Regions from separate parts of the Mus musculus genome. Here all the other regions are linked to region 1. Evidence: chromatin contacts called from public promoter capture Hi-C data. All regions are on one chromosome and are shown on one strand. Each heading gives the region's core, a stretch centred on a gene start, on an enhancer-like site or on the middle of the called end of the contact. The rest is flanking DNA. Distances are from core to core; before and after follow the strand shown.

Region 1 (4,874 bases), core at 824-3,323:
ACTTAATATGTCTACTTAAAATTCTAGACTAGATATACAAACCAACAGATGTGCAAACTGCAACACAGAACTATAAAAAAGTGAAGGAAATATGATCCCTCAAAAATTGCAACTGATCTTCACAGATACTGAAATAGACAAAATGCCACATGAAACTTTCAAATTTTCGGGTAAGAAATTACTAATTAATTAAAAGAGGATACAAACAAGTAGATGGTTTCAACCTAGGTCTCAGAGAAGAAAGTCAGCAAAATGGATGAAAACATCCACAATATGAATGAAAAGTTAGAAACATGGAAGAAAAATTCAGAAACTGAGATCAAGGGGGGGGGGGGATCTTAACATCAATTAGCATAGCCAAGACAATCCCCCACAGACCCACCGACAAGCTTACTTGTGTTGACCCTAAAAAAAAAAAAAAAAAAAAAAAAAAAAAAAAAACCACTTTCCTATTGTCCCAATGCTGTGCAAGAGGCTGCTTTACAATGGTATAGCAATTATACAACGGTTTTCAATACCAGTCTGAATACTCTCCCAAAATTGCCTCTGCCAAACGAACCAGTATATCTGTCTTCTCTCAGGTACTCAGGACATGGGTAGAAAGAAGGAAGCCATTTCTTGGCCACAATATAATCCAAATGGCAGCTAACCCAGTTCCCACCACAGTCCTTGTTGCCCTGTAAAACTTCAAAAGTCAGGCTTCCAATGTCTACATTTCTGTCAGCATTCTTATTTTCCAACTTCCCATAACAACAAAACAAACCAAAACACAGTCCATTATGCTCTGCCCATAACATTCAGCTTTTTTCCTAGACCTACATTCCAGAGCCTTCCACATTCTAGCCATATAAAATAGTTCAAATATCCTAGGAACCATGTAGTCAGATTTATCCACTTTCTGGGTACCAATTTCTATTCTACTCTTCTTTCCAGACGCTGTGGTAAAATACCATAACAAAGAACCTTAGAGAAAAAGTTTATTTTAGCTCATAATTTCATTTGCAGGCCATCAGTCAAGATGGCAGGAACTTGGAACAGCTACTCACAACACAACTACAATCAAGAGCAGAGGGAGAAATGAATTAAGGCACGCACACTTTTTTATACGACTCAACCTTTGGATTCAAGACCCAACTTAGGGAATGGCACAACCCACAGTGGGCTAGATCTTCCTACATCAATTATCAATCAAGACAGGTCTTCATAGACGTTCTTCATAGAGAACATGATCTAAATAATCCCTCATTGATTGTGTCAACTTGACACAAGTAATCATCACATTCAGTAAGCATACACATAATGTCTTTACTTAGTCAACCTTACAGATACATAAGTACATTATTAGAAGTGGAAGATTTTAATCAATGCAAGTAGAAAAAAATATTACAGAAAGAATGCTTCACTTCTCAATCCTCTCTTTGTCTCTGTCCTCTCCTACCAAACACATACACTACAAAGGTATTTATTTATACTTAGTAATATGTAGATTTGTGCTTGTTGATCATTCATAGGTTTCTCAGGATGTTCTCAAATTCATATACTCCGCAGCATTTACTCTGAATTAGTACTTAGGATAAGGAGTATGTTTGTCATTGGGATTTTCCTCAAGTGGAAGAAAAAAAAAGGCTAGGCTTGAAAGAAAATTATTCTAAGCTCACAGAGGGGAGCTGGTAAAACGAAAATAAGAGGAAGGCGAATCAAATACCTGCCTATCCTCTATCTCACAGCGAATTTACTCCCAAACTACGATGTTTATCCCGTATTCTGTGGACATCTCAGTGAACACTTCGAGTAAGTCAAGGCCAGTCTTAGCAGGGCCACGGAGCAGGCGCGGGTGGGTGCACAGGGGACCAAGAGGATGTTCGCGCGCTGCCTCACCTTCCCCGAGGTTCCTTCCCGCCAAGTTGAGTTGGCCGCTGCTTCTCGCTGCCTTCAGCAGGCCCTGGGGAACAGAGGGGCCTCTGTCCTTGCCCTCCGCGTGGAATCCCGCACGAGGGTCAAACCTAGGGGCTCTCAGCTGGCGCGACATATTCAAAAGCTCACACCGGAAGCCCCGACCACGGCTGTGACGTTTCAAGGTGCCATGGCTGGATAACCCCGCCCCTTCCGCCTCACAGTAATCCGGGCCTTGCCCTAGCTGCGCGCGCTGATGTCGTCACCGCCAGCTCCCGGGACCGCAGGACCGACGAGCCCTTCCGTTGCCCTCACCAACCTCGCCCTCAGGAGAAACTTCTTTCGGGTAAGTGCGTCTAACGGGCTGAGAGGTCCTCGTGGGGGGAACATGGGCTCCCTAGACAGCGCGGTCGGGCATGGCTGCGCTACCCAACGTCGCATCAGAACGTGGCGGCGTCGAAACCTGAGGCGCGGCCTGTGGCCCTGGGCGCCAGGCCTGGGGATCGCTGAGTTCAGTGCGGTGATCGAATTGATCCCGGAGAACAGGATGGCGAGTGACACGAAGCTTGGCCCTTAAGCTTAAGTACCCACCTGACAGCTAAAAGCTGTGGTGAAGGGCTCGGACTTCGAATCCTGCTCGCTTACAGACTAACTTATGCAGTTGGTCCCACGCTTACGAAGCTCATTTTTCACTGATTTACCGATAATCCAGTCTTAAGAAGTTTTAAAAATAACTTCGGATAATGAAAATGTAAATACTGACCTGGCATGGTGGCGCACGTCTTTAATCACAGCACTAGATTAGGCAGAGTCAAATGGATCTCTTGAATTGGAGGTCAGCCAGGTCTACACAGCGAGTCCAGGACAGCCAGAGCAACAGAGAAACAGTCTCAAAAAAGAAAAAAGGAAAAAAAAAAGAAGAAGAAAGAAAGAAAGCAAAGAAAATTTAAATGCGTAGTTTTGTTGTAAATACAAAAAAGAAAATTTTATTTAATAAGTAGCGATTTCCTGCTTAGTTTTTCCTGGAGTTTACAAAGTATTGATATATTTTCCCAAACGAAGAAGTAGCCCTCAACTATCCAGGGCTGGGGATATAATTCCCTAACGTGGGCAGGGCCGTGAATCCTGTGTCCAGCGCAGACCAAATTCTTTGACTGAAATTGATTTTCTATTACATTCCTCTTTAAGTTTAGTGTTTCTTTTTGCACACGTGAATAGGGTTTCACGTGCCCTGGTGCCTCAGGAGGTTAGAGAACAACTTGAGGGAGTGGGTTTTTTTTTCCACCAACCTGCAGAGCCATCTCACCAGTATGAAATGGTTATGAGTCTGGGGGATGTTTAGAGATTCACTAGAATGCAGCGCCCAGCCACCTCAGTCGGGTTTATAAAGGCAAAGAATGCAAAATTACAATGTGTTTATGTTCAAGCAGAACAAATTTATTTACAGGAACATCAGTTAAAAATATATATCCTTAGCAGTCCTTAACATAGGAGGTCTAATTTTGCCTAACTACAGAGATTTTTAACTTTTAAACATAGTTAGCCATCAACATGTCAGCCATCACAGAAATGAGTTTTTAAATTAATTTGTTTTCTGTGTATTTATGTTTGTGTTTTTTTGCTCTAAGAAAATATCAGATCCTTTGCAACTGTGGTTATGCAATGATTGTGAGCCGCCTGCCATGTGGGTGCCTGGATCAAACTTTGGTGCTCTGAAAAAACCTTAAGTGCTTCTAAACACTGAGCCATCTTTCCAGCCCCGATTTTCTCCCCTTCTTTTAAATGTAAAGAACATATGCAGGGAGAAGGCTGCATAACTCTTTTGTCATCCTAATGAGAAAAACAGTATTAGTTGAAAAGTAGATTTGGTGTGGTCTGACCATACTGTATCACATGCAGTTTCTTCACCCAAATGTATTTTAGAGTTTTGTTGTGTTTTGTTTTAGAGTCTACAGAATCTATGTAGCCCTACCTAGCCTGGAACTCACTATGTAGATCACACTGGACTCCAACTTGAAATCCACCCTGCCTATCAAGTGCTAATATTAAAAATGAGTGCCACCACATCCAGCATATTTCTATATCAATAGGTATGAACTGGCATAAGGATTTGGCTAATACAAGTTCATAATATACTGTATGTTATACTCATATAGCATGTGAAAAATAAACAGGTTGTAGCCAAAATTATCTCTTGCATTTGAGAAAATTATCTATTTGTTGCTAATTGATAGAAACTGGAAGGTAATTCATGGATTGAGCTTGTTTATAAAATATATGAGGGTAGTCTTGACAACTAGTTCTTTATGGTAGTTGAATTACCTTAAGACTAATAATGCATTTAAAATGAAACATTTTTCAGTAGTGGCACTCAAAGTATTTGTGGGTTTTAAAATTAGACAATATGGGGACAATTGGAAGGCTCAGTTGTTAAAAGCACCTACTGAAGCCCGGCAGTGGTGGTGCACCCCTTTAATCCTAGCAATTGGGAGGTAGGAGGCAGGAGGATTTCTGAGTTCAAAGCCAGCCTGGTCTACAGAGTGAGTTCCAGGACAATTCACAATTGCCTTTAACTCCGTTTCAGAGAATATGACCTCTGCCAGCATCTGCACACACATGGTGCACATAAAGGCTCATACAGGTACACACACAGACATAAATTTTAAAATTTTTTTAATTAGACATTCTGCATTATTGAAGTAGCGCCAAATAAAATAAAAGATCACATCTTTTGGGATGTAGTTCAGTTATAGAACACTTACATATCTTGCAAAGACGTTGGGTTCTATCACCAGCTCTGGAATACTGAAAAGCAGCCCTCTTCTGTCCTGCTAAAGATTAGGCATACCTGCCTTTTTTTTAATGGAGGTGTTTGGCTATGGTTTATTATATGCATTTTATTTAATATCGCTTGACATTACTTAAAAAAAAAAAATAAGCAATCAAGTCACCCAGAAAGTGCTGATTTGTTTCGTGACAGA
Region 2 (4,874 bases), core at 1,316-3,815, about 13 Mb after region 1:
TGCAAGGCATGGCTAACTGACAAACATTGCATTTCTGTACAACTTGTTAGTGACCCATCCTACACAAGTCTGAGCAAATTCGTCACCATCAGTATTATGATTTTTTTTAACCTGTCAAGGGTGATAATGGCATTGCAGATGTAGCTATAACCACAGTATTGTGTTCCATTTTGATCAGTAAGTGTGTTAAGGGATGGATGCTCATGAACAATAGCATTAGAAAAGATCATAGCACCTAGACTAGTTTAGGCAAATGTTGGTTAAAAACTACTCTCCCTGACGAGAAAGCATAGAATTCCATAAGTGTTTGTTTGCTAAACACCAATCCCTGAAAATCAAAATCATGTGACTTCAAACAACAGCATGCAAATTCTATTAAAATAACATCCAAAAATTCAAATACTCAGCAAGAAACAGAAAGTAGATGTAAGAAAGATGCTTTTTCTCTGTATTCTGGAAACTAGTCAAAACTTACCAAAGAGATAATTGCATAGCATTTTAGACTCCACTATGGAAAAAAAAAAGTGAAACTTAGAAATAGATAAGCAAAAATGACCAAAGCAGGAAAACAGATTTCTAAATAAAAGCTATCAAAATGATTGGGTGTGAGTGAGGGAACAGGGTGACATTTATGATTCAGAGAGGTTAATTGAATAAGAATCTGTGGCTTCTGGTCAGCTGGGGCTGAAGAGTCAACAGGAAACCAGCAGCACTGAAACAAAATCTTTGCTTTACAATGGATGCTGGTTGGCCTGAGCTGCAAAAGTAGTTATAATTAATAAGTGACCAGCACTGCTGAGGTGAACTCTTCTGGGAAGCGGTGGTTCAGGGAGGCCAAGGCTGTACCTTAAGTGGTAGCTAAACTTAGTAATGTGTTAGGAGTTTTCCACATGGCTCTGGTTTTCAAGGAGTAAAGGGACCACGGAGAGCAGCTGAGGGTTGACACCGTATGACAGGACTGGAGACCAGCATAGAGGTCAGAAAGCCACCGATGACAGAGCAGCCCCCCATCGTAGTGCAGGCCTCAGGACTGAAGAGGCAATGAATACAAACCGAGGCTTGGAATGATTAGGCAAGGGTTTCTAAGGAAAGCCCAGGAGATGTTATTGGAGAAATGCAGTGGATACACAAGGATTGCAAGTGTCACGGAAAGAAACTGAGGACTGGTACAATGAAAGGACAGAAGAGGCCACTGGTTAAAGATCCCAGGATACTGCAGATGTTAGGACCACGGATGACCATCAAGGACAGCAACAGGGGTGGTTTAGAGTCACGGTGACACACTGAGCAAGAAGTAGAATCCCTGGACTCATCTTACTTTATCCCACCTTTAAACTTAGATGCCATCTGGCCCACTCTGCGGGGCAGCTCAGCAATCTTCACGTTTTTTCCACTTTCTCCTTTTTAAAGTAATTATCCTGAATTAACCAACCTACCTTAAATTTACTTACAAGCCTGAGTTGATCAGAACTGATTTTACAGAACAACCTTGAAGACCTATCTGTTCTTTGTAGAAAGTCATTGCTGAAGCAGTCATAAATGGAGAACTACTAAACCAGAGGGTGGGGGTTGGGGGCATCAGTGGCCTGCAACGGATCGTTTCTATACTCATCCTGACTCCCATTTGTCTGTATGGAGTTAACAAAAGTGACGAATAAATGAGGCTATCTGCTCAGATCTTGAGACGCTCGAAAAGCAAAGACTAAAACTATTAATATACACCAGTTGTAGAATTAGCAGAAAACAGCAATAATAATACTTTGCTATTAAAAATTACAAATATGGCCGGTCTCACCATTAATCAAAGGTATGAAGTAAAGCTTACAAACAGGCACGATTTCTACAGTTTGATCCTTTACCTAAACCAGAGGCACTCGTACCCTCAAACATTTGACACCCTTGTAAGCCATGGCGTGACAGAGAAACTTGGTCTTTAGGGTCACCAATAGCAGCCACCGTTAGGTTAAGGTTACTCAACTGACATATTCAGTGCCAGAGACAGGGGACATGACTCGGGGTACGTCAAGAACTGGACTGGCATCGGGTGAGCTCAAGATTAGGAAAACACTATGTCGGAAACACCCCCAAACCCGGACCCTCGCTCTGCAGGGACCCTATCCCCCGCTAACTTCTCCCCGGCGCCCCGAGACCACACCGCGGGAAGCAGGGGCACAATGTCCGCTTTCCTCTGGGTGACAGTGAGGACCTGAGCACCAAACACATACTGTTCAGGAGGGGTGGGCACCACGGGTTTCACTTCCGGGTGCCTAGGGTCACGCGCGGCCCGCCCTCAGAGCCCACCCCAGACTCGCGCCCGCCCGCCCGTCCGCCCGTCGCCCTGACGTCATCCCCCGCCGCCGCCACTACCTACAATGGCCGGAGGCCTCTCTGAGGCCTGCCCGGCCCTGGGTCACTGCAGCAGGCGGAGAGTGCAGAGAGAGTAGGAGGCCAGAGGGAAGGGCAGGGAGCGCGGGGAGAGAAGCTGACGAGTCACCAGAACAGGCAGCGGCGGCCTGAGCGCGTCCACCTTGGAGCTCAACGTTGCTAGTAACCGGCCTGCGGTTTCTGTGGAAACGGACGCCCCGCCCTCATCGGCCCGCTCCGACGCAGCTAATTGGTCGGGAGCTCTAGAGCGCGAGCGCCGTTCCTGCTGTGATTGGAGGGAGTGAGGGGGCGTGGCCGGCGGGGGGTTGTCTCTGCTCTGGTTTCTCTAGTGAGATTTTTCAAAAGCTTTAGCTTTGAGAAAAGGCGTAGCTTTTGTGCGTCGCTGACCGAAAATCTCAACCGCTCTCATCCTAGCAGGGAAGGAAGGTCCGTTCCGAGTCTCTTGACACTGGATCGAAAAATGACTTCCCTGCTTTTGCCCTTTTTTGTAGCTAGGATTTGAAAAAACCCAAGACAGAAAAACCTTTCCAGTGTATGGCATTATCCCCCACAGGAGTTTTTCTTCTTTAAAAACATAGTCAGCAGGTTCTCCAAAATGTCGTTCAAGTCCTCCTAAGTCCTTAGATAAAGCTGCTGTGCTTTCTAAACTGCTGAACCGGCCAAATGAGATCTTGGTAGGACCTAGTAGTGGTTTTTTGTTTGTTTATTTTGTTTTGTTTTGTTTTCCTTATGAGATTTTGGGAGTTTTGTCATTGTTCTTGGAATGTTTTCATGCACCTCCCAGGTGTAGTAGATAGGAGTGAGTTTACGTCCGAGTTTTTGTACAACTGGCTATTATCCATTTATTTGCCTCTATGGGAAACAAACAAACAAACATGTTTTTGCCGCGTGCACCTTGTCCTTCTTATATACTCAAGTGACCTTTCTTAGCACTCAGGGTATACACTGTCTGATGCTCTGAATAAAGTTGGCTATTGCATGCGGCGTTAGTCTGCCTCGTTCCTCCGCTCCACTCCCTCAGGTTCCACCACAGGAAGAGATATAAAAATGAACAGCATATCGAAGCAGCGCATACTTCTAGTAGATAGAGTAAAATGGTAGCTATGGGAAATGTCAGCTAGGAGCTGAACTGTCGGCCCTTCAGTATGGCTAGTACAAGCTCTTCAGAGCCAGATGCTGTGCTTCTTAGGGAGTTTCCATAGGGAGCTGTTCGCCTAGGTGAGGAAAATGAAAATACATGTTTATGAAATATTCTATAAGAAAGTCATAAATAGCAAGTTTGTTTATAATAGCTAAAAATGGCAAGTAGATTGAATGTTTACCAGCAGGAAAATTGATTACATATTCAATACAATGGAATGATATTCCACAGTCAAAAACAACAAGCCACTTCAATATGCACCTTCTGCATAAGTAGCTTGAAGCTCTTCTCTCTGTTGCCTGGGACATTCAATATGGACATGCTGGGTACATGAGCAGCCATGGATAGACTGGTAATAGACGTCTTAATTCAGCCTTGTATAAGAAAGTAGCGTAGGCTGAGTTGTTTAAAGAACAGAAACATATTTATCACATTTCTAGAATCTCAGAAGACCCAACTCAAGAATCAACCAATCTGGCTGCTAGTGAGTTGTCTGTTCCTAATGCTTACAGATGGTTGGAAGCCTCCTTGCTGTATTCTCACTTGAGCAAGAAGCAAGATCTCACCTACCTCCTGTAAGGACACAGATCTCATCATGAGGACTCTACTCCTGTAACCCAATCAGCCTGCCAAGGCCTCCACTCCAAGTGCCTACACACTGAGGGTTAGTGGGAGGAAGGGACACACTCATTCCACAGCAGGGAGCTGCATGCTACTCCTCCCTGGAGAGTGATCGTTCTCTGAAGGCAATTCTCCAAGTACTGACTTAATTGTGGAAAATAAAGATTTTTATTATCTTCCCACTATCACTTCTCAGCATATTTAATCATATATGTAAGCTGCTTTTACCTGATTATGGCTGTCAAAGAATGGTAGGTAAATGCCAAAAGAGGTTTTTGTAACTGAAAGCAGAAAAGGTGGGAGTTTAAAAATAAAAACATGTAATTTTAGATACTGGAACTTCAATATATTGACTTTCTCCTCAGCCTAGTAAGTAATTTACAATGCAAGAGTCATTGCTACGATGTTATAACAATGCAAGAAGAGATAAATCACGAATGTCACATGGTTTATGACATAAAAACTCATTCTTTTATCCTTGAATGAAAAAGGATAAAATGATCCTTGAAGTCCTCTCCCCAATTTAGCAGTTGTCCAAAACTATCACTTTACAAAGAAACTAACATTTTGATATTTTAAATGTTTGATTTTGACCTAGATGTGTCTGTCACTGCCTTTTTCTAATTATTGTATTTAATAAACAACTATAGTGTTACATGAAAGAATTAATTAGATTTCCTATCTATGTAACTATAAGAATTCCTATTCAAATCAGTCCCATTGCTTT
Region 3 (4,874 bases), core at 852-3,351, about 12 Mb after region 1:
ATGCAGTGAGATGGCACAAGATTTTGTCACGGTACTTAGAAGAGTGCTCAATTTGTATCACTATAACCGTATCAAATTCCCATTAAATAATTAAATATTTTTGGACCATAGCTGACCCACAGGCAACAGAAGCCACAGAAAGCAAACCCTGAGACAGACAGACAGCCTCATGTAAACAACTTCCCACCATTTATCAAGACAGATAATACAGAAGGGACACCAAGCAGTTTTGGGGGAAGGATAATGAAAAGTTCAAGTTTTGAAAACATAAGAACATAGCAGGCAGTGGTGGCTCATGCCTTAATCCCAACACTTGGGAGGCAGAGGAAGGGAGTTGAGGCCAGCTAGTTCTACAGGTGAGTGCCAGGACAGTCAGAATTACAGAGAAACAAAACAACAGCCAAATGTATGAAATTATAGTTTGAGTTCTGGTAGACTTGGAAATAAAGTCCTGGAGTTGAGAAAAAAAGGAGATTCAAATAATGCGGATGAATGTTTAAGCTTGTCATAAGCAGTTTCAAAAATAATAGGGTGAATATCTAAGGAACACTATTTTTATAGACACCCTGACGCTTCTCTGTAGTCTCTCTAAGGTTATGGACATCTGACACAGGTCTAACGTGCAACTGTCAGGATGGATGACGTCAATGAACCCCGGAGCAGAAACAAAGGCCTGCAGCACTCTCCTCCCCTATCTACAGACAGGTCTTGTCTTGTTTTGCCAGCTATAAAATGAAAAGCAATTCTCTCCTTATAGGTACTTTAATGATTGTGAGAAAATTCAAAACTGTGGAACATGGGAACAGAGCTCCCAGACTTTACACTTAGGGTTTACTGTCCTCTTAAGGACTATAGTGGGTATCAAAGACCTTGTTTCAAGTAGAATGTGTAGCTTTCCATACAGCAGGTGCCCTACCAACTCCACTGAACACGGAAACTATGGCAGTTATCCTGGCCGTACCTTTCCCTCCTGGTACTTAGCTCTATCAGTTGTAATTATGGGCACAGCGCAATAAACTTTACAAGGGGTAAGTATGGTAGAAAAAGGGGTCTGAAGCACACATACATCTTCAACAACTTGAGGTTAAGTTCGTAAAGACGATTTTTCGGCAGCATTTTGGTGCTAAGTAAGAACGAGTTACCGGTTTTTAATGTGAATTCATGTATATTATCTAAGTTGTGCTCATTTGATTTTTTTTTTTTTTCTGGCAAAAGAAGTTAAAAGGAAGGAAAAAAAAAACGAAGCACGTTGTGGTTAAAGCCATTTCCTCAAATATTACTGTGTCTGTGAAGTTCTACATGGTCTAAGCAGAAGAGTCCAATTTAGTCGGGAGTATTTTCAACGTTTACCTGGGAACCAAGTCTCAGCGAGAAGTACGCACACCCCCTTCATTTAAATACGTGGGCGTCTGATTACTCGGGGAATTCCAGGGCGTGCGTTCAGCTGGCGAGCTTTCCGCAGCCCCCGATAGAGACCAGTTTCACCCATCTGCTCTACGCCCGGGGATGCCTGGTCCAAAGCCCGCTGTGGGCACACTCCGGCGGCTCCCTAGGCTAGCAGCTCCCGCGGCGGTGGCGTGGGATGGGGGATCGGCAGGATGGAAAGCCACCAGCGACGAGCGGATGGCAAGGAAACATCCAAGCCCACCGACAGGCTTAACCGCGGACTCCCGGGTCGCTGGTGGATCGTCTCCAGCCAGCTCCCGGGAAGCAGGCAGGTCGTGCTGTGCCAGGACCCCGCGCTCTTCCGACCTGAAGTTCCCCGTCGCTCAGCTCCGGGTTTCCGCTTTCCTCCGCCCGCCCGCCCCGCTGCGCCCCGCTGCGCCCAGCCCGGCGGAGCTACTCACGTCCTTCTTCACTTCAGTCAAATCCTCCTCCGTGAGGGACGGTGCGGGAGCCTCCATGGCCCAGGCCGGGATGGCGTCCTTCCGGCCCGCGCCACCCCGCCCAGACTAAGGGCTCGGGCCTCCGGGAATCAGGCTGTGACTTCGGGGGGACTAGGAACAGAAGCGGGGGAACGGCCGGCTCACGGACGAGGAGGTGGAGACCTCAACGCCCCACTTCCGGCTCCGCCCCTGGGGCCAGCGGTGCCGCGCTCAGCGTTCTTCCTAACTCAGGCACCACCCTTCGGCGAGGCGGGTCTGCCTGCAGGCCCCACCCACCTACGTGCCAGCCAATCAGTACTACCCTCGGTTACGTCTCTGCTTCCGCAGTGGCTCCGCCCACAGCGGGCGTCCCTCTAACCACGCCCCCTTGTCATTTACATAGGCTTGCGGATTGGACGCCTGAAGGATTTGTTTCCGTGGGCGGAGCACTGGCCGCTCAGTTTAGCGGGATCTCCCCGCCTTCGCAGACTCCTCGTTTGGGTGGAGTGTGGGCTGAGTCGGCCAGAGCATTTTGGTTTGCTTCTCTTTTCCAGATGTTGCGGAACAATTTCCTGTTGTGCTGAGCCAGGTTTTACAGTTGCGTGATCATACGTATATGTATACACGCACACATAACTTCCGTTTGAGGGCCTGCTCTGGGGGGCCACTGCCATTTACCACCTAGAACTAGGGAGACAGGAGCAAGGAGATCTTGAGAGCAGAAAACAAAACGACAAAACACAAAGAAAAAAAAAAAACTGTTAAAAGATTTAAAAATTACCTGCAATCCCATCAATTTAGCAGCACAGGTAGTGTTTGGGTACTTTTAAGTCTCTATTCATTAGAAGCATTTCTCCTTATTAATCTATGCAGTAGAGACAAATTTAAAAAGCTAGGGCCTCTAGGAGTATATTTAAGGTTCTGAAGCTACTTGGTACACAGTTACACTCTCTTATTGTTATCCTTTATCTCTGTTCAGTAAGTAAATTCTAGGGATGCTCTGATGGGGAAGTTGTTTATTGGAGGCCAAATGGCTATTTTCAGAACGATATTTTAACTCGTAGCCCGTGCAAAACGTGTCCTAGTGGATGAGGTGCTCCACATAGAGTCCTAGGCAGAAAATGATTATGTGGTCGATGAAGTAAATCTGCAAGTGTAGACTGAAATGTCAAGAGGACCAAAGGCAACAGGAATCTTTATCTAAAACAAAAGAACCAGTAGAGGCTTAAAGCCACATCTCTGTAGCTTTGATCAGAGTTCTGGAATCTTGGTGTTTACATTATGCCAGGTCTTTTTTTACGCTGATGTCTAGTATACTAGAGTGTTTTCCTGTGTCCTTAGTCATCCGTTGTCTTGTTATAACCCAATTTGCTTAATCATTTGCTCTTTCCTGTAGCAACCATCTGTTGAATGGCAACTACTGAACTACACCCAGATCTTCTTCTAGCAAATCAAACACCTCTGTCCTCCAGCTAGGGTGTGGTGGCACAAGCTAGCTAGCTGTGTTGGCCAACCAACTGCTTGCATCTGACCCAGCTATAAGCAGGAATAAATCATAAACTTACTTAAAACATTAGGAGGGTTTTTTCCTTTTTGCATTTTTTCCCCACATTTTGGATATGTAGGTTTTTTTTTGTTTGAACCCTGCAGATAAGAATATCCTGTCTCAAAATAAAAAACAATAGACCCAGTCATAAGTATTGTCAAAGTTCAAGGTTATTCTGGGCTACTTAGTAAATTACTGGGACAACCTGTGCTATATAGTAGGAGCCTGGCTCCAACAAACAGAAAAAACAACAATAACATCTGTTTCTTCGTGAAATTTACATTAAAGCACGTATTTGTTTGGGGGTGGAAAAGGTAGACATTTGAAAAGTTTCGTGTGTAAAGTGTTTAATATGCTAGAATCTCATAAATACTAAGAGGGAAAGCGACGCTGGGAAATGGAAAAGGTGGAGATGGAGACCACACGGAGATAAAGGATACATTTCCCACGTGCAGGAAGTGAGGGAGGAGCCGTTGGACAGAGGGAAAAAGGGAAAAAGAGCTCTCAGTGGAGAGCCCTGCAATGCAGAGGCTGGGTGGCTGGGGAGGTGAACTCTGCTACGGGCAGAGTTTAATCTGACTTTGCCCAGAGTCATACAGGTTTACTCTGAGTCAGAAGGAAAGCCGCTGCAGGCTTCAGAGGAGCAGAGGGACATATGCAAACTATGCTTTCACTGTTCTGCAAGCTGGCCAGCTACTGCTCTAATCTAGACCCCAGGAGGTAGAGGCCTGGCTGGATTGGGAGCAGTGAGAGAGAGGAGAGCAGGCTGGGTGAGAAAGGCCAGGGCGTTTGACTTTGTTTTGAAAGGCTCCCTGTTGCTATCAAGAAAAGACCAGAGTGCAGAAGAAAGGATGGGAGTCAGAGAAACAGCTGGAAGATTTCATTCTCCAGCCACCCAGATATAGGGCACTGTGATGAATACTCACTACCATCACAAAAAAAAAAATGTCAAGCAATCTTCCTTCTTGTTTTCTTGGGAATAATGTCTATGTTTTCAGGCAAATGTTGAACTGGGTTCAAGCCATCCGCCTTCTTCAGCTTGTGCATGATCATGGCCTGTGAATCTCAATCCTGAGTTTCTAATGTATCACCATTCCTCCATTGGCAAACTCATTTCCCTCCCTTTCGGCTAAGTCACAGGGCCAGACTATAAAGGCATAGCTTCAAGCAAACAAGCCTGTCCTTTCTTTGCAATAAGTACCGATTCCCAAACGCTAACAGGAACCTGCATTTCCATCTAACTTACAAGTGTACCTATATCCTACTCTGGAACGTGAGACACCCGACCTATGTCCTGTAGATTCAATTTAGATGCTACAAGCACAAGGCAGTGGGATCATAGCCTGTGATGTTGGGACGTGATGACATTGCTTAGCAGGTTTCTCAGGGTGTTTCCTCATGGATAAGGGACACAACACAAGAATGCATTTTCAAAGTGGATCATGTTCTGAGGTACCAGTGGT

Evidence for each region. Promoter capture Hi-C pulls out the DNA fragments that hold promoters and counts their contacts.
Region 2: a contact with region 1 is called in a promoter capture Hi-C map of pre-B cells, with 4 times the contacts expected there. The contact joins the promoter of Odf2l here to the promoter of Lrrc40 in region 1. A contact is called at or near these places in 2 of 39 promoter capture datasets (cranial neural crest and pre-B cells) and 1 of 484 Hi-C or Micro-C datasets (pre-B cells).
Region 3: a promoter capture Hi-C map of pre-B cells shows a contact between it and region 1, with 4 times the contacts expected there. The contact joins the promoter of Bcl10 here to the promoter of Lrrc40 in region 1. A contact is called at or near these places in 2 of 39 promoter capture datasets (cranial neural crest and pre-B cells) and 2 of 484 Hi-C or Micro-C datasets (B cells and CD4 T cells).

The regions. Positions count from the first base shown.
Region 1 is chr3:158,033,881-158,038,754 of GRCm38.p6, reverse strand. It overlaps Lrrc40 (leucine rich repeat containing 40), which reads right to left and starts at 2,073. Exons shown (of 15, transcript NM_024194.6): 1 at 1,879-2,073. The coding sequence starts at 2,029. It overlaps Srsf11 (serine and arginine-rich splicing factor 11), which reads left to right and starts at 2,149. Exons shown (of 13, transcript NM_001379531.1): 1 at 2,149-2,239. The coding sequence starts at 2,150.
Region 2 is chr3:145,116,280-145,121,153 of GRCm38.p6, reverse strand. It overlaps Odf2l (outer dense fiber of sperm tails 2-like), which reads right to left and starts at 2,565. Exons shown (of 17, transcript NM_001162538.1): 1 at 2,372-2,565. It overlaps Gm40163 (a long non-coding RNA gene), which reads left to right and starts at 2,741. Exons shown (of 2, transcript XR_867692.2): 1 at 2,741-2,811; 2 at 4,039-4,332.
Region 3 is chr3:145,921,489-145,926,362 of GRCm38.p6, reverse strand. Bcl10 (B cell leukemia/lymphoma 10) reads right to left here and starts at 2,101. Exons shown (of 3, transcript NM_009740.2): 1 at 1,848-2,101. The coding sequence starts at 1,904.